Linked DNA regions of Mus musculus: region 1 is linked to region 2. Evidence: chromatin contacts called from public promoter capture Hi-C data. All regions are on one chromosome and are shown on one strand. Each heading gives the region's core, a stretch centred on a gene start, on an enhancer-like site or on the middle of the called end of the contact. The rest is flanking DNA. Distances are from core to core; before and after follow the strand shown.

Region 1 (7,430 bases), core at 2,370-4,869, 200 kb before region 2:
GGGAAACGGGGAAATAACACTCAGGCAAAGGACCCAAGGCTGCAATGGAAAGAAAGAGGATGGCTTTGCCAGCTTGGGCTATCTACAGAGCTGAAGTCTGAGACAAAGCCTGACGGGTCTCTGGGGCAGCACGCTGGATCTTACAATGTGACTGTACATAGTGTGGTTTTGTCTGCTGCTGACATGGCTGCAGGAACTTCCCACCACCAGCTTCATCGGTGCATGTCTTTACTACTCTCATGGCCTTCGTTTAATATATCTTCTGTTGTTTTTTTTTGTTAACATTTAATATTTTATGTGTTTGTTGCTTACCTTTACAGCAGCATACAGTGACATCCTTTGCCTGGGCACTCTCATCCGTTCCGTCGCTCTGTTCTAGCGTACATTTTAGGGAAATGTGCATTTGTCTTGGTCTGTGCAGTCTATATAAAGTGTAAATCCCCAAGGTATTCCTATAGATTTGTTTTGGATTGAAAAGGTCTTGGGGACCAGGCAGATTTGAACACTTAGATTTTTACCTAAAGATTCTTTTTCCATAGCTCCAAGAAACAAAACCAATGATCCCCAGGAGCCTTTTAGGATATTACTGGCGTTAGAAGCCACATTGTTGCAAGTTATAAGGGCATGCCTAGAAATGCCAAACCGAAAGGACTCAGAACATTTCTCTTCTTTAATAAGCTCCGTTCATGTTTCCAGAAGTCTAGAAGTTTCCTCCATGGCTCTCATTCCAGAAAAAAAAATAGGTACTTCAAAATCTTATTCTTAAGTAAATATACCTAAATATGGGTATGTCTGAAATAGAATCAGCCCCGTGGTACAGCAGTGCTGTACCTATCAGCATGCTCTCTGCAGCTGGGATAGTGGCAAGCGGCCAGTGTGTTATCCTCTAATCCATTGCTAGTCTACCTTCTGAGTGTTATAAATATTCATACATGCCATAGAAAGCTATAAAGGGCTTTATTCAAACATTTTTTTGAATACCCCTTTATGTTTCCCCCAAAAGAAAGAATGCCTGAAAATAATTTTTTTTTTTGCATAAGGATAAGAATGTGAGTTCTCTTTTGTTCATACTCAAAAATCCTGAAAGCCAATAAGCAGTAAATTCTCTAATCCTCATTTCATACCTCAAGGGTGAAGACGCTGAAAACACAAACAAACAAACAGCAGCGTTGGCACGCTGGCTTGCTGTGCCTATGGAGGCCAGCACCACAGAAAGGTGTTGGTGCCCCTGGCTGCCCTTGGTGACTTCTGCCCCTGCCAGCGGCTCCCACTGGGGACACAGCCCAGCGGGTCCACACACACAGACTGCCGACCCTGCTTGTACCTGGTCTTTGTTGACGGATGCCTGACAAGAACTTAGAGCATACAACATGTCTTTCTCCAAGGCACTTAGGGCTAACTGTAGATGAGGGTGACGGTTAGTGGTGCCCAGAAGAAAGGTGGGCCAGCTGGTGGGAGAAAAATGCTGGAAAGCTAGCCGACACTAATTGATCAATGTTGACTGATAATGTCATGTTGATCGGTCAGGTTTAGAAAGCCAATCAAATCGATTTTGATTTGAACTTCTACTTAGTTTTCTACTAAGACTTAACTTGTGGAAGGACATTTCTGAAATGAATCTGTCTGGTAATATGATTTATCAAATAAAATAAAGCTTAGAAAGCTGCTGGCACAGAGGGCAAAGAGTGCTTTCCCAAAATCTTCCTCTCCCTCTCCTGCATAGCAACAGAACCCTTGATTTTTAGTGAGACGCACTGATCCCCCAAATGAGGGCTAGGATGCAGATGTGACGGTGGGCCATCATGGACCGCGTGAAATCGGAAGAGAGCCGAAGCCAGGGACCTTTGCTGTTCCTCAGAGTGGAGCTACCATATTCACTTGAGACTTTGAAGTGAAAAGAAATAAACTTTCTGTGTTTCTAAACAATTATCATGATGTCCAACTGACTAGGGCTTGTGTGTCACAGCTACAATGCTAGCTTAAACCATTCGGTGGCTACGAAACAAACGTGGCCACCCAGAAAGCAGAACAGTTAGGACCTCCTCCCGGACTGCCTAACAGGAAGGAGTTCACTACTGTGATCCTGGGGTACATGAGGAGCCTCCTCCTGGTCATCTTGACTTCCTCTGCAGGCTGTGGAGAGAAAATGGCTCTAGAAACTCAGAGATAATCCTTAGCCGAAACTCAGAGATAATCCTCATCCGATGGCCGGCACGGTGAGCACTGCCTTGCTTGCTTGCTCGGGGCCACACAGTTCATATGAGCAGTCTCAGGTCATAAAGTCATCTTATTACTCTAGGAATCCTAAGTCCCACATCTCTGTGTCTGAGTATTTTATAGCTCAGTGGTTGGCTTGGCTGCCTCTAGGTCTGCATAAGTGGCTCAGAATCCCTCCCTTCCTTGAAAATGCTTGGGAATGTTTAATTCTCTATGCTAACAAGTAAGCAAAGAATTATTTCTTTTCATTAAAAAAAAAATCACCAAACTGACACCATAGCAGGGATGTTCATGTCCTACCTTTGGTATAGGGGGGAGAAACCACTGAGAAACCATTTTTACCCATGGGTGCAGTGTCTTTGAGGAGTGTGTGTTTATATCTGTTTCCTCAGTCTAAAACAGTAGGATCTAACCAGCCAACACTGTGCACCTAATTGTAAACTCATAGAGAATGAGGTTTAGCCTGAGCCAATGCACAGTAGGGTGTTTCAAATTCTTTGGAGCCCATGCACAGTAGGGTGTTTCAAATTCTTCTGCAGATGTATACACTAGCTTGATTCCAAGCAACAACGAGAATTTCAGGTCTCTGATAAGAACTCTCTAGTACTTTCTGACTTACAAGAAGACTCATGCACCAGGACCATCCATCTGCCTAGAGACGAATAAAGCAGGATGAGCCCCCAATTTTTTGTTGAGGAAACAGATTCACACAGAAGATGAGGAACAAAGGGAACTGGGTATTGACCCTAAAGATCTCCTAAGTTCCAAAGCCAGAGACACGCTTGCACTGTAAAACCTAATTTTGGGCAAATGTATACATCCTGGGAACTGAAGCTCTACCATTCCCCGTCTCCAGGATGCACACAGGCCAGGGATTTGGAGAAACTGTGGCATTCCATTGACATGGACTGTGTAGCTAAAGAAAGGCTTTGGCAGGGCCTGCTTTATTGCTTCACAGGAGATAAGAAAACAAATTTCGAAGTACCTTTGCCAGACTCCCTCTTCTCTGGGTGGGGGTGGGGTAGATAGAGGAGAAGGGGCTGGAAAATATGGAATATGAAAGTGCCAGCTTCCCATTTGTTCCCAGCATTTCATTGTTGTTATTGTTATTGTTGTCGTTATGGTGATCTCCAAGTCTCCAAGTCCCCTCTCTGAACTTGAGTGAACTTTATGAGACTAAGTAATACACTCTTAGATTAATACCCTACAATAAAGATCGGCTGTAGTGCTGCCTCTTTACCTACATGCACTCCAGTCGGCCCTGGCAGATAAACATTTCAAAGGCATCCTGGGGCAGTCTAGCTAGCTGCACAAACCTTACAAAACAACGAGAAACACAGAAGTCACTCTTGAGCGTTCGTGCGTTTTAACAACAGGCAGCGGAGGGACAGAAACACAAGGCATAAAAGCCAACTGCTGCTGTGAGCCCCAGCACAAATACCATTCAGCTCCACAAAAGAGAGCTGACAGCAAAAGACGGAGCCAATTTGAACCAAATGTTTCAAAACTCCATTCTGTGTAACTACCTTTGTAACATGGCAGCATACACAGAAGTTATTTGCCTTATTAGTACAAATGCAAATTTCATTTTAGGAAAAAAAAACATTGTAGTTAAGGTTATAATACTGCACGTACCATTTTTTCAAAGTTTACTAGATTGTCAATGAACGTCTTGTTCCCCTCATGAGTAAATGTCATATCTGTAAAGAAATAAAAGCCACATTCTAGTCACTAACAGAAATATGTCACACTAAGAAAGTACAATAGCACCATTAGCATATGCAGGTAGATTTGCATAACATTGTAGTTGGAAAAGCTGATAATAGTTTCTTTTATGTTAGGTGTTTAACTTTCCAAATCACTTTACCTGAGGTTAGTAAAATCTCTACCCGTAAACCCTTTTCACTCCAAAAGCTTCAAAATCATGGGCTTTTCATATCGCTGTGTTCCCACCTTCCCACTCCTTTAAGAGACTGGGGCCCAAGAGCAGGAGCCCAGGGAGATGGAAAGACAGAGAACCTTCTGGTGCGTGCCCCTCCCGCCTGGCCTGGCCCCTCCCACCTGGCCTGGCCCCTCCCACCTGGCCTGGCTGTGCCTTCGGATTACCTTTAATAAGCAAGGGCATGAAAGGGATGAGAGGGGGCTCCAGCTTGGCTGCTGTCAGCCTGTATGCCCTGTGGTTTCTGGAAGGATCCTTGGGAGAAAACAAAAGTGTTGAGTGACGAGTGATACATGCCACGCCCCCTTTTTAACCTCCGCAGCACACAAAGCATCCCACAGCTGTGTGTCTTTGGGGATGAGATACTCTGGGAGAAAGGCAGATTTAAACAGGTTTGGTTTGTTTTAAAAACAACTTCACATGCTTGTGAGACAATACTGTGCTGTTTATTTCTGTTCTGGTTTGAAGGCACCCACAGGCGCCAAGGGGAGGCATCCCTCTGAATACAAAAAAAAACAGTGTAAAACAAACCTGGACAGATCCCCGACTCAACGATGCCCCACCTCCTTCCCAAAGCTCGGCTCCCTACCCCATGCTCTGGCATAGCCAGTCCTAACTTGCCCCCTGAACCGTTCCTTGCCCGGCAGCAAGACCCAGTCACCACTTTCCTGTCTGGTAACACCTCCCAGACAACGGGGAGACATAATTTTGGCAAGCCAAGAAACATAGCTCCAACCCATAGCCACCTGAGCGGTGTTAGGTGGGACCCCATCACACTGCTTTGCTAACTTACACAAATTGACCTTATGTGGGACATAAGTCCTCTTTAAGTTAGTTCCTGAGGGGGCCATTCATTAGTCAGACATGCTTGTTTTAGCAGCACTAAAAGGGATCATAAACTTCTTAAAGTCATACAAGGACGGATAAAATTTCTGCAATGAGAACTTGAGCTAATCAGAAATTGGATTAATGCGGACAGTGAGCAGAGTAAAAGAAGCTACTGTCACTTACCATCAAGCTCTCAAACTCCGCATAGAACTTCTTAAACTTGCTCGGCAGTTTCTGTTAATAAAATGGAAATGACACACGCATCTGTCAGAGTCTATATCTAGATATGGAGTGTGTGCTACTGTTTCTAAGGGAAATGCATTTCCTCTGGCTGTCCTGGAACTCACTCTGTAGACCAGGGTGGCCTCGAACTCAGAAATCTGCCTGCCTCTACCTCCCAGGTGCTAGGATTAAAGGCGTGCGCCACCAGTGTCTTGGTAGTGGCCATAGCCAATCCAGGGGAAGGGTAGCAACACCAGCAGCCACTTTTGTTGTCACAGCTGCGGGGGGGTGGGGGGGGTGGGGGGGGAGAGTGAAGATGGGGGCGGGAGCAATAGGAAGTGCTTCTGAATACAGTGGGCGTGGCCAGAGAAGTTAGTTCAGTACCCTACAGTGCACAGGCAGTCCTCCACCACAGGGATTGGTCCTCTCAACTGTCCATAGAGCCAAGGCCAGCACTCTTAGCATTTCATCTCAGGTGGGGGTTGCTCCCCGCTTCAAGCCCCTCTTCTTGCTGTGTGCTCCTGTATCTCGCCTTTTGTCCACTGACTGACTGACACTCATTCTACTGTCTTCTGATACCTTGCACCATTCCTTCCCCTGTTCGTGTGGCTACACTGGTGCTCACTGAAGCTGTGTGAGATGTCCTTGGAAAGCTTCCGTCAAACACAGAGAAATGACCCAAAACAAAGGAGCTCGTGAGTGCCAGCTCAGCATACAGAATTCCATGATCACACTCCGCCTCAGAAAAGAAATGGCTTATACATTATAAAAGGCGAATCTTTTCTGTCAGAGACACACGGTGTCAGAAATAGAAGTTCGTAGACTTGTGGTCCTCTTATACCTGTAAGGGACTGGCCAATGAGCTGTCTTCTTCATGACAATAAACTGGTCATTTATCTGGCTGCACCTTCCCTAGGGGCCTCTGAGGCAGCACGGAGGGCTCAGAGTATCCAGTCTCTCTGCCTGGCCGCTGTTGTGTGGAGCCTACAGTTGGCCTCCATGGGCCCTCAAAAATCTTTACAACTTTTTTCCCCTCCCTGACCAACTGATTTGGACTCTGTGTGGGGGGCTCAGAAGCCAGAGATTCCCCCACTGGGATGTGCAGACTCTCAGAGGGGAATCCGAGATCTCTCGAGACTCCAGGTAGCTTGGGCAGTGAGACACAGGCACTACACAATGGTCTCGCTGTTTATTATTGGCACACCAACTCTGTTCTCTCCCTGCCTGGAAGCCGATCCAGCTGCGTGGCTCACAGGCCTCTCTAATTCCCTCATGCCTATATTCAGGGGATGAACTGCTGCGTGCTGCATCTGCTGGGAATTTTAAGAGAAACTCAAGACAGGAGGACTTGCAAGGACCTGCCCTATAAACAGTGGAGATATTTAGGAGAGTCAAGGGAAGATAATTGTTTCAGGAGGGAAACGAGCAGGGAAATAACTTCACAGGGAATGTGGACTCAGATGGTTGCTGTCAAGCACCATGGCAGAGTAGGTCTCAGATAGTCCTTACCGTCGTTTTTTTTCTGCAGTCCCTCTTACACATGCTTGTGTGCATTTGTCAAGAGTCTATTTTTGTGAGTATGTTCTGTTAGAGTTTACTGTTTCTTCAACCATGCCACATATAAGGGGTTAGGCACATTCCAAGTTCTAAGCGAATGATACTCAGAGGTGTCTTTGAACCGACCGTGAATCACTCATCCCGTTTGTTTCAGACATCCACAACACACCTGTTTCACTTTAGCTTCAAAGACAGTCCATGCCAACTGTTGCTCCTCTCTGAGAGGGAGGAGTCGCCAGGTGGTTATGGGACATACTCCGCGGCTCCCAACAGCTGGCCTCTTCTGGACTGTTTCTCCCAGAAGCAAGATGACTACTTGGATAAAATGGACCCTCTACCCTCTTTCACTTAGAGGTAAGGCTCAGGATAAAAGCAATAAGCAGACGTTTCAGAGACAACTGAACCAGTGAGCAAAGTGACCTTTGCAGCCAACTGAGCAATAGGTAGACCTGGATTTAGGATTATTTACATTGTAGCAATGGGAAAGCTGAGGTCCACCCCCCACCCCACCCCACGCACACTTCCTCCACCTGGACAATGTGTTTTTAAACTCTCACTCTGAGGTAACTAGAAAGAGGAGACAGGTCGCCTCCCTCTAAGGGCCCCCACCTTTCACATTGTTATACCAGTGTGAGTGCTGTTTCTATAAAAAAAAGCTCACTGGTGA
Region 2 (7,607 bases), core at 2,908-5,407:
CTACATGTGACATGACATTTCTTTAAAGCCTGTTCATGGGCTACAGGTAGGCTCATATTGCCATGCTTATCGCACAGGGAATCTTGACAACAGTGTCTGTCTATTCTGTTGGCCTGCAGATTGCTCACTAAGGGCAAATGAGGGGGGGAAACGTGTTTTCAGTGCCACAGAGAATGAAGAATGCAGTCAGACCTTCTTGGGAACAGGAACAGCGGTGAGCAAATACCCTGGTGTGTATTAGCTTTGAGGACCTTTCAAACTAAAGGTTTGAAAACTAAAGAGTGCAGTGCCCTGGAAGGCCAGAAGGTGGCGTAAGATCCCCAGGACAAGACCTCTGCATGGATGGAAGTGGAATGCTGTCCCATGACGCAGTACCGTTCTGATCGTGATGTCTCTTTGGCCCGTGTTATTTGAACACAGCATGACTAGAAACAAACGCTTAATCTCTCCTGGGTGTTCCGATTGATGACAGAGGCTGAGCGAGATGCCTGGGATCAGAAGAGTTTCCATTTTTTAAGACTGTGGGATATTTGCATTACACACACACACACACACACACACACACACAAAATCGGGAGATACTTTGCAGGAGGAACCTCTCTCTAAACACACAATCACTTCTATGTCACATTTCCTTATGCACATTCTGAAAATAACTTCATGCAATATTCCAAACAAATGTGTACACACACTAAGCTGTGTTTTGTATATACATGTGTGTGCACACGTGGAGACCAGAGACAGGATCCTTTGAGACAGGGCCTCTCACTGATTTCAGCACTCACCAACTGGCTAGGCTGGCTGGCTAGCCATCTCCTGGGACCCACCTGCCTCCATCCCTCCCAGTTCCTGGAACCTACCAATGGTGTGGCCATGCCTGGGGGACTGGAGAGCTGAACTCAGTCCTAGTGCTTCTCTGGCAGGTATTTTATCGACCAAGTGATCACTCCATTCCCTGAACTGTGTCTGAATTACCTGTCATATCGGATCAGACGTAGAAAATTCCATTCCTAGCACTCAAAAGTTTCAGAATTTGAAGCCTGTAGGATTTTTGAGGTTAGGACTGTTATTACAGTGGTCCGCACTATCATCATTGTTATCGCTGTCTCAGAAGTTAGACAGATTCAGACTCTAAGATGCTCAGTATCTTATCCAAAACAGGCAGAGGGAGAACTGAGACTAGAAACTACTCAGTCTCTTTACCTCGCTGCAGACTTCCTGTTCCTGCCGATGCATTATTTGACAATACATCTGTAGACCGAGGGCTCTCAGGTAGTCATTCTGTGGGGAAAGTTCCGAGTGAACCTGGGTAGAGTCCAGCTCCCCGCTGGGCCTGCCTTCTGACTCCCTGACTTACCTAGGGCTGTTAACGCTTTGATAAAACACTACAGCCCAAAGCAACTTGGGAAGAAAAGGCTGTCTTTCACTCATAAAATCCTTATAACCATTCATCATGGAAACCAATCATGGCAGGAACTCAAACAGGGCAGGAGCTGTTGCAGAGGCCATGGAGGGCTGCTGCTCACTGACTTGCTCCTAATGGCTTGTTCAGCCTGCTTTCTTATAAAACCCAGGACCACCAGCCCAGGAGTGATCCCGCTCAGAACTGGCTGGGTCCTCCGGACATGAATCACTAATTAAGAAAATGCCCTACAGGCTGTCTACAGCCCCATCTTATGAGGCTTTTACTCCAGAGTTCTCTCCTATCAGGCGACTGCAGCCCGTGTCAAGTTGGCATACAATTATTCCACACAGTCCCTGTCCACATGTATACCTCAGTCTGCATGTACCAGTTTCTAAACCTGCCTGAGTCTTTGCCACACAAAACTACAGCCATCTTAGATGCTGGGACCAAACCAAAGGATGCCAACCAGCCTGTGGTGACAGGCACCAAACAAGAGGCAAAGGAGGTCCACACAGAGACAAGAGTCAGGCAGAGCTGATGTGGAAGGGGCCTGAACCTTGGCAGATCTAGATTACACTGCCTCCATGGCTTTGGCTCCTCTCAGACCTCTGTGAAATGGTCACAATGCCTTTAACAAGATCAGCAGCTGGAGAGATGGCTCAACAGTTAAGAGCACTGGCTGAGTTCCTGAGTTCAGTTCCCAGCAAGCACATGGTGGTTCATGACCATCTATAAAGGGACCTCATGATCTCTTCTGGCATGCAGGTGTACATGCAGATAGATCACTTGTATACATTAAATAAATAAATAAATGTTTAAAAAAGATTAATAGCAGAACACATCTTAAACATTTCTGTATTGGGGGGGAAAGCTACCGTGATACATATACCATAGCATGCCCGACGAGGTCATTGTGAGAAATTATAAGAGTTGGTTCTCTTTTTCTAGCGTGTGGGCTTCAGGACTTGAACTGAAGTCACCAGGCTTGGTGGCAGTCACCTTTACTGGCTGAGTCAGCTTGCCAGAATTAAATAGATAAAAAATAATACAATATAATTCCTAACTCAGTCACATCGCCACGCATGTATAGGTTTTCTACACTTCTAAAAAGCAAATTATATTTTTGCCTTTATTTAAACAACAGAGAACCTCTATAGTCGTGTTGTATTAAGCTTCATCTAATGATGGCTTTCAACACTTAAATTCCAAGTTTCTCTGTCCCCCAGTCTGGATGTCAAGTGGTTTGAATGATCTGCAAAACACTTGAGCTCTCTGGGGGAGCTTGTATTCAAAGAAACCCTCCTGACAATCCTGCTGTAAATCAAAGAATCCTTTTGTACTGCGACTAATCACCTCTTAATTTATCTGCTTTGTGCATCTGCATTGTGGCGTTCTCACATCTTAAAGCAGACATTCTCGCCAGAGCTGTCTCACATGTGTTCATACGGACACTGTGAAGTGGTCACGGTGGTAAGAAGGCCAGGGTTACATGTCACAATGTACGATCATGGTCCACTGAAACCTGGCCTGCGCAGATGATCTGGGGACATGAGCTGTGTCTGTGATGAACTCATGGAAAATGAAAAATTATCCTGTGATTCTGAAGAGTTATCAGACCTGTTAGCTATTCAGAATTTATTCATTTCTGTGTCATTGAGTCAAGAGTTAACAATCTTATTTGTGTTAGGTTATCTTTACGTGTATAGGTAGACTCAGAAGCATAAGTTCTTTAAAAGCTGATGTTTTTACAGGGTTCATTTCCAGCCTATACTTGCCACTAGGTTTCAAAGCTCTTGCATTTTGCTTCCTGAGCTTGAATTTGCTCCTGGAATTTATTGAGTTCTCTAAGCGTTTTTAAGTAATCAAATCAAATGGAACCCAATTTCAGAGTCTGTCAAGGCATCCAACTGCACGTGTGTCAAAAGGATTTACTGCCAAGCAGGAAGGCAAGATACTTCTAAGTCAAATGTGTTTTCTGGCAAGCGGCAACGGCAAGGCCGGTTCCTTTCAGAGCGTGTCCCTGGAATCGGCTTGTCGGGCAGCCGATGGACATCAGGCAAGCTCGCTGGGGCTGGCTTGCAGAGCACGGCCTGGCACGGGCATTTCTAACCAGTGCAGAGCTGAACTGGCCAGCACTGTGTCACCCGGACAAAGAATACTCAACAACAAAACTACATGTAGGGTGAGTTGTGCAGAATGCCAAGTCAACTAAATATCCATTCCTAATGAATAGCTCAGCCCCAGCCAGAGCTCCGGCGGGAGTCAGCAGTGACACCATCTGCAACCAGCTTGCCACCTTTTACGTTTTCTGGGCTTCGTAAAACTGTTCAGAAATGTGTTCAAGTAGTGTCTCCCAAAAATGGTGATGTCACTGAAAGGAAAGCGAACAGAGTGTGTGGCCAAGTGAAAGAATCAGGGAGAGGAAGCGGGGGAGAGGGAGGGAGGGAGGGAAGGAAACACACAGAGGGGGGGGAGCGAAAGAGGGAGAGAGGGAGGGAAGGAGGGTGGGGAGAAAGGGAGAGAGAGCTGTACTTCAAATTTAATAATCAAAACTGCAATGAACAAAGGCATCTGTGTTGTAAAAGCAAAGGCAGGGATGACTAAAGGTTTTCTATTTGACCTTAGAGAGAAAAACAGCAAGAGGTCTTTTTTTCAAAACCAGAGTAAAAATTGCCAGATAATGGCACAATGACAGATGAGGGGGTGGAATGAAGTGGAGACCAAGGCCAAGTGCAGCCCAGAATCTCTGCTCCAGTGAAATGGCTGAACAAAATTTAAACTCCTGCAGTTTCAAAATACTGGGCTGCAGTTCCTGGTTTTCATGTTCTAACACTGCCCTCTTGTGACCATTGCTAGCATTGCAGGTATGGGAGCCAACAGCTCTCCAGTCTAGGCAATCAACTTTTTATTAGTTAGCAGAAAACACCGGGACCCTGCTCATTCAAAGCTTTGTACTAAGTGCTTTATATACAGCGAGTAGGACCCACTAGCCTCAGTTCATAGCGTATCTAACTGTGCATAGCCATACCCAACCCAGCTGCTGGGTTTGTATCAAATAAAGATAACAGTGAGTGTTACAGGCTTTAGTGACATCATAAAGCACCATTCTCTATTTTGAAACATGAAAGTCAGTCAGTCTTTAGGAATTGATATGATTGGAGATTTCCCTTAGTTTAGGTGTTTCCAGAATTGCTAAAAAAGCATACATGTTTCTAGGATTTAAATATTTGTTATACCATAAATTCTCCTCACCTATAAAATCTGCAGGGAAAAGCAAGGCCTTGTGTACACACACACACACACACACACACACACACACACACACAGAGAGAGAGAGAGAGAGAGAGAGTTGAGTGCTGTTGTCTAATATAGTAGGTATATATGCCTACTTTAAGGTTTACTATCATCATCATAATCACCACCACCATCATCATCACTATTGCTATTATTTGTGTGTATTGTTTTGAGGGTAAGATGTCCCTGGAGATGCAGACAAAGTGTCACTGGGGAACTGGAGAGACTACTCCTAAACAAGATGCCTGTTGCCAAGCAGAAACCTACATGAACATGTCATGTCGGACACCATTAGACATGGATGCTGCCTGTAGGCACACCCCCTTGTTGGCTGGTCAAAGTTCTGTAAGATAGCAAAAAGAAGGGCCAAGGCCAGAAGGCTGTCTGAGAAGCTGGGAGACATGTCTCTGATGTGAGTGCACATTGCAGCGAGCTTGGTGGTGAGGAAAAATAAGCATGGAATAAAAACACGAAGATAGGCGTGAGGGTTTGCAGGTCTCTAAAAGCTCCAGGGCACAAGGAGTTGCGGCTCTGCATTTCCCAGGATGCTGAGGACAAACACGGTTGTTACAAAGTAGCAATGCGGGAACTGGGAACAAGAGCATCAGGTCTTGGGGAAGGTCTCTTGGTGGGAGGTGCTCCTGCTATCCAGAGGCTTACTCTCTCCCAGTCAGGTTGCTCTGGAAGCCTTCAGCTTGGGGGGTCTTAGCTGCCCAGAAATCAAGGCCACATAAGCAGGATGTGGCTCTGGGGTCCATCAGAAGTAGGAAGAATGTAACTGCTTGAGAAATGAGCTATGCAGATCTCAATGGGATTTTGTGTCATTTGGAGACAGAGGTATGTGCGTTTCTGAGTTTGAGGCCAGCCTTGTCTTCTATACAGTAAGTCTCGGGCCAAGCAGGGCTATTGAGTAAGACCTATCTCACCAACTAGTTCTGGCTGCTGACAGTGGGCCGGACCCCTGTGCTGGGGAGGTAAGCCATCCCTAGGCCTGAAGCCCAGTGGGCCCCATCCTCACCACACAGCGAAGGCCTGACACTGGCAGGCCCACTCACTCCCTGAATCATTTTCATACTTCTCTACAATGTGGGATCGGTGGATTTCTTTACTGTGATCTTAGGCATCCCGGTGGGCAGATCCCCTGGATACTAGTGAGACACCTTTGGACACTTCAATAGGCCACCACGCATGTTGACTAACTGATGGAAAAGGAAAGACTCAGGGATGACAGGGGGTCCCAGTGGTCTCTAGCTCTTCAGCTTTGCCACTCCATCATCCTAAGGAGACCATGACTTCTCTGTGGACGAGCATGACGAAGCATACCTGGGCCAACCTATGGGTGGGCTCAAGCCACACACACACACACACACACACACACACACACACACACACACATACACGGTGTTCCTAAGCTCCTGGCACAATGTGAGTGATGGAAAAGGAAATAGCATATAGAATGGTCGGAAGGTAATAGGAGTTTATGAGGCAAATAGAATATTTATATATGCATTCTTAACCTCCTGGTGCCTCATGAAATAGGGTAACTTTTTCAGAAAAAGAAAAAGTATCAAGTCGATAAAACCCAATAAATCTATAGCACAAAAAATACTATGCCTGCCTCTTCAGGGGCACCACCACCCACTCCTTCATCCGAGTCAGGATCCTTTCTTTCTCCCAGCTGCCCACACAACACATCGACATCCCTTCTAACAGTTACGCCTCTACCCTGTAACCTACCGTTGTCCGTTTTCTTCCCTTGTCCATCCCACTTCACCGCTTGGGTGTGCTATGGAATGGAGAACCACGCTGATTTAACCGCACATCGCAAAATCTAAGAGGTGGTCAAGGATGAGTGGGTGGGTGTGTTGGTGAAGGCTTGGGACTATGAGCCTGCATCACAGGCAGAAGACAGGATCGGCTTCTCCCCACAACTGTGATGCCAGCTGGCCTCACTTCTATCCTTCCCTCTCCCCAGCCTTCGGGCACCATTGTTGGCAAGGACATAAGCCCCAGAGTCACAAGGAACTGGCTGCCCCACCTGACCCGCATGAGCACTGGGAAAAAATGAGTCAGCGCTTCCAAGAGATCACAGGTCTTGCGCAGGGCATGGCCACTGCGATGCTTGTAGGATGCTCTGTGCACAGCCGCCTGTAGGAGGCACTCCTACGCCAGAAGCCTTTCTTGCTCTGCTCAGTTCTGGCCCAGAAAGCATCTAATGTCCCCCACACAGGGGTAAAACTGGGGTGCATTTGAGAGCTTGACACTGTATCCTTTCTGACTTGGTGAGAAGACAGACAGAGGGTCCCAGAGAAAGAAAATGGAGACGCAGGCTAGCTAAGGAAGGCTGCTCTCTCCTCTCCTCTCCGGTGACTGGACCCTGAGCACAGCTCTGCGCTATCCTCTCCCAATCTGCTTCAATCTCTTGTAACTGTTTTTTCTTTCTCTTTCTTCACTTCCTACCTCCAACTCTACTCACTCTTTCTCGTGTGTGGGCAACAGGAAGAATTCAAACTTTGAACTACGTCAGATTTAAATTTAAATTTAGTTGATCTGCATCTGGATGGGCCTGGAGGGTTAGAACCGCTGTCATGGAGCCTCATATCCAAGCCTACGAATACACCAGCATATAAGTGCCTACAGATGAAGCCAGTCCCTGTATATAGGCATAAGGATATAGTGCTATGATAGATGTTCTAGGCCAACCTGGTCAAACACTAGATTTCTCATAAAGGGTTTTTGGATGTGATTAATGTCATAGTGAATAAAATTTAAATTTATTCATTTTCATGTCTCATTTGGGGCATGCACACATGCCATGGGACACACGTGGAGGTTAGAGGACAACTCTATAGAGTCTATTGCATCCTTCCTCCTTCTGCATACGCCCCAGGTGAGTTGGGACTGTGTT

The links. Capture Hi-C pulls out chosen DNA fragments and counts their contacts.
Region 1: a promoter capture Hi-C map of adipose tissue shows a contact between it and region 2. The contact joins two enhancer-like sites. A contact is called at or near these places in 20 of 39 promoter capture datasets (the 3T3-L1 cell line, 3T3-L1-derived adipocytes, the C10 cell line and 15 more), 6 of 484 Hi-C or Micro-C datasets (the HPC-7 cell line, cranial neural crest, liver and 3 more), 5 of 115 datasets of contacts at active chromatin or transcription factors (bone marrow-derived macrophages, cardiomyocytes, embryonic basal ganglia and 1 more) and 4 of 9 other capture datasets (adipose tissue, embryonic stem cells, liver and 1 more).

The regions. Positions count from the first base shown.
Region 1 is chr2:72,239,215-72,246,644 of GRCm38.p6, reverse strand. It overlaps Rapgef4 (Rap guanine nucleotide exchange factor (GEF) 4), which reads right to left. Exons shown (of 31, transcript NM_001204165.1): 27 at 5,168-5,218; 28 at 4,324-4,411; 29 at 3,853-3,917. Among named protein-coding and RNA genes, the nearest start is that of Map3k20, 43 kb to the left of the region's middle. Within about 2 kb of position 3,619, at least 23 of the 459 cell types and tissues checked have an H3K27ac peak or open chromatin away from gene starts, as enhancers often do. A contact at or near this core is called in adipose tissue, where this site is marked.
Region 2 is chr2:72,034,996-72,042,602 of GRCm38.p6, reverse strand. The region is part of intron 3 of Rapgef4 (Rap guanine nucleotide exchange factor (GEF) 4); the gene reads right to left. Among named protein-coding and RNA genes, the nearest start is that of Gm29940, 16 kb to the left of the region's middle. Within about 2 kb of position 4,157, at least 83 of the 459 cell types and tissues checked have an H3K27ac peak or open chromatin away from gene starts, as enhancers often do. A contact at or near this core is called in adipose tissue, where this site is marked.